Linked DNA regions of Oryctolagus cuniculus: region 2 is linked to region 1. A link is a contact called in public Hi-C data. All regions are on one chromosome and are shown on one strand. The core of a region is the stretch at or near the end of the contact, and the rest is flanking DNA. Distances in the headings are between cores, read along the strand shown.

The links. Hi-C and Micro-C count contacts between places; a contact is called where the count stands out from the background.
Region 2: a Hi-C map of an unstated tissue shows a contact between it and region 1, with 5 times the contacts expected there. The contact joins two enhancer-like sites. A contact is called at or near these places in 3 of 6 Hi-C or Micro-C datasets (ear pinna, psoas muscle and an unstated tissue).

The regions. Positions count from the first base shown.
Region 1 is chr6:86,423,839-86,427,201 of mOryCun1.1, reverse strand. LOC127490573 (a long non-coding RNA gene) reads right to left here. Exons shown (of 3, transcript XR_011389108.1): 2 at 748-1,088. Among named protein-coding and RNA genes, the nearest start is that of CLVS1, 300 kb to the left of the region's middle. Within about 2 kb of position 1,896, at least 1 of the 8 cell types and tissues checked has an H3K27ac peak or open chromatin away from gene starts, as enhancers often do.
Region 2 is chr6:86,500,155-86,503,517 of mOryCun1.1, reverse strand. No RefSeq gene overlaps it. Among named protein-coding and RNA genes, the nearest start is that of CLVS1, 220 kb to the left of the region's middle. Within about 2 kb of position 1,762, at least 1 of the 8 cell types and tissues checked has an H3K27ac peak or open chromatin away from gene starts, as enhancers often do.

The DNA.
Region 1 (3,363 bases), core at 647-3,146:
CCTGCTAATGTGCCTGGGAAAGCAACTGCAGATGGCCCAAGTGTTTGGGCCCCTGCTGCCCATGTGGGAGACCCAAATAAAGCTCCTGGTTGCTGGCTTTGGCCTGGCCTAGCCCTGGCCATTGTGGTCATATGGGGAGTAAACCCACTGATGGAGGATTTCTCTGTCTGTGTCTCTCCCTCTTTCTCTATAATTTTGACTTTCAAATAGATAAATAAATAAATCTTTTTTTTTTTTTTTTTTTTTTTTTACAGGCAGAGTGGACAGTGAGAGAGAGAGAGAGAGAGAGAGAAAGGTCTTCCTTTGCCGTTGGTTCACCCTCCAATGGCCGCCGCTGCAGCCGGCGCACCGCGCTGATCCTGGCAGGAGCCAGGAGCCAGGTGCTTTTCCTGGTCTCCCATGGGGTGCAGGGCCCAAGCACCTGGGCCATCCTCCACTGCACTCCCTGGCCATAGCAGAGAGCTGGCCTGGAAGAGGGGCAACCGGGACAGAATCCGGCGCCCCAACCGGGACTAGAACCCGGTGTGCCGGCGCCGCAAGGTGGAGGATTAGCCTATTGAGCCACGGCGCCGGCTCTAAATAAATCTTTTTTAAAAATGTATTTCTTTGCTCTACTTCTCTACTACCTTCCTGTCCATTTTGAGATTTATTTGAATTTTGTCCACATTAGAGAAATCAAAAATAAAAGCACTCTGCCACTTTTTCAGTGAGATTGAGACTTGATTTGACTTTGACCTGTCTACTTACCAAGCAGAATACAAGAGCAGGGGCCGGCGCTGTGGCATAGCCAGTAAAGCTGCCGCCTGTAGTGTTGGCATCCCATATGAGCGACGGTTCGAGATTTGGCTGCTCTGCTTCCCATCCAGCTCTCTGCTATGGCCTGGGAAAGCAGTAGAAGATGGCCCAAGTCCTTGGGCCCCTGCACTCATGTGGGAGACCCAGAAGAAGCTCCTGGCTCCTGGTGTCGAATCGGCACAGCATCAGCCATTGCAGCCAACTGGGGAGTGAACCAGCAGATGGAAGACCTCTGTCTCTCTGCCTCTCCTTCTCTCTCTTTGCAATTGTAACTTTCGAATAAATAAATAAATCTTAAAAAAAAAGAAGAGAACATGAATGTATAATTTTAAAAAAAAGAATGCAAGAACAAAGAGTCGGACCAATGGTTCTTACCTACTAAACCAAATCTATCATTGGTGCTTATGTGTTCTCCCGATGACAAGTGACTTTAGCTTCTTTGAGGTTACTTGAACACCACATAGGATCAACTCAATGCCCTTGGCATCCAGCAAAGCATTAGCATGGGCTCAAGCGCTCCCTGGGGGAAACAGCTGCATTGATGAAAAGACTGATCAAGCAAGTCTTTCAAGAGCGTTTATTGGTGAGGCCTCTCCTTTCAAGTGCATGAGCAAGAAGCTCTCACCTGAGCCTTCCGTCAGGGTGACAGACAGGTGCATCAAAACCTCTGGGATTAAGTTCGCAGGTCCACAGAGTTTAACTGTTAAGGGTTTGCAAGAGAGACACAGGAAGCGTTCAGTTTGTGGGCAGGAAAGGATCCTGACATGTGCAATCAAATAGAAGACGGCTATTTCCGTGTTCGGCACGGTTTATGCGTGGTGATGCTGCTCCACAGACTTCAGTGCCATGCGGTGGTTTACCGAGGACTCAGTAGTTAGGTCAGGCGGAGCCTCCCTGGGTGCCCGTGAGGAATTCCCCCTCAAAATACCCCATTTCTCTGCCTGGGAAGGTGTCACCAGCTGAGTAGGATCTGTTTAAACTCAGATACCTTCATGTTAATGGTTGGTGGATTAAGGGTGGAGACTTGATGCAATGATGGCGTCTGAGGGGTGGAGCCCATGGGAGGTGTTTACGTCAGTGGGGAGCGTGCCCTCTTGCAAGCGGTTGGATTATGTGTGTTCAAGTTCCGCCTAGGTTCTTTCTGTCTCCCTGCTGCCTGAGTCACCCTGTGGTCATGCCTCCACGCCCACCTAACCAGCCTGCATTGGACAGCTGATCCTGTAACCTCCCACCGTGAGCTGAAATAAAACTTCTCTTTCCCAAAGAAGCTCTTCTTGGGTATTTCTGTTAAAGCAAAAACAGGCAGACCAATACAGGAGGTGAGCTCTTCAAAATAATAGGAGTTGGGGCTGGCGCTGTGGCACAGTGGGTTAAAGCCTCATCCTGTGGCGCCAGCATCCCATGGGGGATACCGGTTCAAGCTCTGGCTGCTCCTCTTCTGATCCAGCTCTCTGCTATGGCCTGGGAAAGCAGTGGAAGATGGTCCAAGTCCTTGGGCCCCTGCACCTGTTTGGGAGACCCAGAAGAAGCTCCTGGCTTTGGATCAGCTCAGCTCTGGCCATTGTGGTCATTTGGGGAGTGAACCAGCAGAATGGAAGACTTCTCTCTCTGTCTCTCTGCCTCTACCCCTCTCTGTAACTCTTTCAAACAAATAAAATAAATCTTTAAAAAAAAAAAAACAAACCTGAAGTTATATGGGAATACACAGATGACTGAGTTAATTTTCTCACCTTCTCTGCTAGTTTGCTATGGCTTCCAAAACAAAATGTCACAGCCCGAGTGGTTTCAACAGCAGAAATGGATTATCTCACATCTAGAGGCTGAAGTCCAGTATCGAGGTTGGGTTGGCTGCCTCTGGGAAAGTGTGAAGGAAAAGATGGTGCCAGGGCATCATCAGCCTGCTTAACCAGCCTGTGTCGGACAGCTGATCCTGTAACCTCCTACCATGAGCTGAAAGAAAACTTCTCTTTCCAGCCTGCCTCTGCTTGGCTTACAGGCAGCCGTCTCCCGGCTGTGTCTTTACATTGTCTTCTGCACCTGTCTGCGTCCAAAGTTCATAAAGACACCATAGCGGATTAGAGCCCGCCTTCCTGACCTCACATTTACTTAGGCATTTCTACAAAGACCCTGTCTCCAAATCAGGTCTTCTTCAGAGATTTCAGGGTCTGGGACTTCCACATCTGAATTGAGAGGGTGGAGCTGCAGGGGAAGCCAACCAGCAACTTTCCTTTAGGTGTTTTGGGTTTCACACCCACAACCTCTTGGTTACTTTGTTTCCGGTTTTCTCTATGAAAGCATAGAGGAGAGCTGGTTTTTGACTGTGTTTCTCCACCAAAACCCAATAAAGAAAAAAAAAATCACCGGATGAGTTGCCATAGCAGGCTTGGGCGAGGCTGTAGTATTCAGCGTTAAGTACTAAGTAGACCGATGGGGTGAGACCACTGACACCTGGGCCAGCACGCTGGGAAGCCCTGCAGCACCTGGCTGGATGCAGAGCAGGACCACTCCCCCTGACAAATCTGCAATCAAAGTCGCCCTTAGTGATCAAGATAACAGCACTAAATGGGC
Region 2 (3,363 bases), core at 513-3,012, 76 kb before region 1:
AACTGTCCCCGTTGACACCCACCCAGATCACACCCAGCCCCTCCTCCAGCTCCCCTTAAACGACAATAAAGTCCATGTGACACCAGCCTGCATTCAAGTGGAACCAAGGAGAAAAGGTTGTTTGTCAAACTTAAAAGACAGATGTTAGCACTTCTCGGTTTCAAACTGAATCCTAACTCTTGCGAAGTTCAAGTTTCATTTCTGCTTGGCAAAATGGAATTTCCTGATTCTGTGTAAGAAAAGTTGAAGGTCTATCTTAGAAGATGTTGAGGACATTTAAGGCTCTAAGTGATTACCTAATTTTATTTGGGTAACTAATAGACACATCTCTTTCCTTGAAGATAATAGGTTTTTACATTTCAAGAAAACAATAAATATATTTTTGGCTTTAACGCAAAATGTTGCCCCATACTGATTTTCAGAAAGTGGGTAGAAACAATTCTCAAGATGGCAATGTTACAAGGTTTCACTCACAGACAGAGGGAAAGTCTGGAGAGCCAGACTGGGGGTGGAACATGAAGAGGCTCTGTTCTCTGGACCCAACTCTGATTCATGCAACCTTAGGGAAGTTGCCGAAATCCTCTGCACCTCTATAGCCCTGTCTGGAAAATGGGTTAATCACCTGGCTACCAATCTGCCTCCCAGGAGTTTTGCAAGGTTTAATGGGTTAATGATGCTTGAAGAGCACTTTGAGCTTTGGATGAAAGTGACACCGAAGAACAAAGGGTGCTGGTTATTATGCATAATTAGACGCTCTGGCAGAAAGGTTGGTCTGAGTTCACCCCCAATAACAGAGCAACCAGAAGTCAGATAGCATAGAACCAGGATTCAAACATAGATTATTTTCCCTGAGAGGGAGTTTTAATCTGATCATAAATTACACTCAATCAACATGTTTTGTGAGCACAGCCTCATCGTTGCTGTGGGTGCACTGAGACTTCCATTTTACCCCGGGCAGTGCTTATTGCCCTGACCCAGGGCTGTGGTAGACCCAGTGGGTGATTCTCACCTACCAGGGGTGAGCTCTTTGAAAACAGACTTTTTGAAGACCTTTTAGGAAAGATCCGGAGTCAAGAAGATCCAGCGCCCCAGAGCCGTGCCCCCTCATGAGTGTGGATTCTTGAAATTCTTTCTTCTAGAGAGCGACAGAAACAGACACACAGAGATCCTGGTCACTGCTTCACTTCCCAAATGCCCATAACAGCCAGGGCTGGGCCAGACCAAATATGGGATCCAAAAACTCATCCCAGGTCTCACACATGGATGTCAGGGGCCTGATTACTTAGGCCATCATCTGCTGCCTCCTGACCTCAGAAGCAGAAGGCTGGGTGGGAAGCAGAGGTGGAGGCAATCCAATGTGAAAGAGGGCGTCCCACGCGGGGCTTAACCTGTGTGCCTCAATGCCTGCCTCCCACCATGTTTTTATTAGCAGTCTCAGAGCACTGCAGTAGTTTGAAGTGTGCTTTTTGCACATATAACTAGGGCATAGTTTCCATGGAATCCTGTAAGGCCTACAATGGGTCTGCAAAGGACACTGCAGAACAACATGGAGCTAACAGAAAGTTCAACAAAGAGCTGTACATTTAGCAATGTGGGGCGCTCAGTGGTTGAAGGGGTAGGGATCACATCTACAAGGTGAAGCTAAGGAAGCAGATGTTCTTCAGTCTAAAGGGCAAAACCGTGGGAGCTTGGAGCAGAGTCTGCACACATGCAGAGCACTGTCTTGTAGGAGAAGGAATCCACTTCCTCCACATTTTTCTACAACATATAGACCCAGAGCCAACACTAGGTTCTGAACACCTGTCAATGCCTTTGAAGGCCCCACTTTCTAACAACACTAAGTCAAGATCAGGTGAGCTGCTCCCCACCGACTTGCTAAGCCCAAGCAGAGGCTTGGCTCAAGTCATGTTAAGTGACATTTTACAATGAGGAACAGTATCGTCTCACACTCTGACATAAGAGGTCAGACAACTAACTAAACATGTGACGTGTTGGCATGACTAACTCAGACACTGTGTCTAGATAATCATTCTCTCCAGGCTCCTCTCTCACTCTTCATATCCCATAAATAGGCCTTAGACAATATGGTGATTCATTATAAAGGGTGATTATTTTTCTCCAGAATATGGATTTCCCTTCTGCCTTCTAAAACAAAATCAAGAAATTCAAGCGAGTCGGCCTTCTGGTCTCCTGAGATGTATAGAGAAGAGCACACGGAAGAAAGCAGTGGAGAAATCGAAGTTGGAGGCAGAAAAGGCAGGTGAGAAGGGCGGGCGTTCCCACGCTCTCCTGCAGGTGGCAGCATTTGTTAATAGCTGCCGCGTCCATGTCCAATGGCGGCAGGCGGGCGACTGGGCTGAGTTTGAACGGGTTTGCTGCGATTTTCAGAACATGGAGCATAATCAATTAAAATTTTAATATCATTAGGTAAGTGCCTTTGCTGAAGAAAAAGAAGGACGTGAGATTCTGTTCTGCCTGACGAAGGAGGAAGCAGCCTATTGATTATGTTCAAGGTCAGAACTCACTTTCACCACGGTCATATTTCCCTACCTCCAACAGACACTGATGCCTGCATGTCTCCTCTGTTGAAATCCACATGAATGCAACAAAACAGGTGTTTACTGTTTTTTCATTCCCAGGTAGTTTTTAGAGGGAAACCAATGAAGAAGTCACCCTCGATACCTCTGTGAGAATTCAGAAAGACTGTGAACAGTGTCTACAGCTGAAATCAGGAAAGTAGTCTAGTATGGTTTTTTACAAACTAGGGGGAAAAAATCTAATGGGACACATTTCTTGCAGCACTAAAAATAAAGAACTGGGTGTGCTATAATACACAAATTCCAAATGCAATGCTTGGGGTCGCTTCACTGATTGGTGGAAATCCCACCTAGGCCACGGAGTCTCCAGTTGCCATCGGTTCTGCCTTTTGGAAACTTGGTATACACACTTGTGTAAACTCCTCTAAGAGAAGCATTCTCAACCAGTAGCTCACCTGGCTAACCCGAGCCCGGCCAGGGCGAGGCCACGCATGTCCCCTCTGGTTACCCGGGGAGTCCATCCCCGGCTTCCAGAAAGAGAGGCTTTAAGCGAGAGAGGCCACAGCCATATCCCTGGCCCCCAAGAGCAAGTGGACTTCTGGGCCTTCTGCATCCTTGTGGAGGCGCTCTCTTATCTGAAGGGCAGCTGGTCCCTGCTCCGGGTGCAGAAAGCCCCACTCAGAAGGGGGGGATTTCCAAACCTTATTGTTTGGTCCGTTTCCTGAAACCTGGCTTCTGCCCCTAAAAAACAAATGCTGTTTTGCATAGGTTTTTTTTTCCTCCCCCCTTCTTTAAGTAAAGCAAAATTGAATAAGTTGGATGTTGA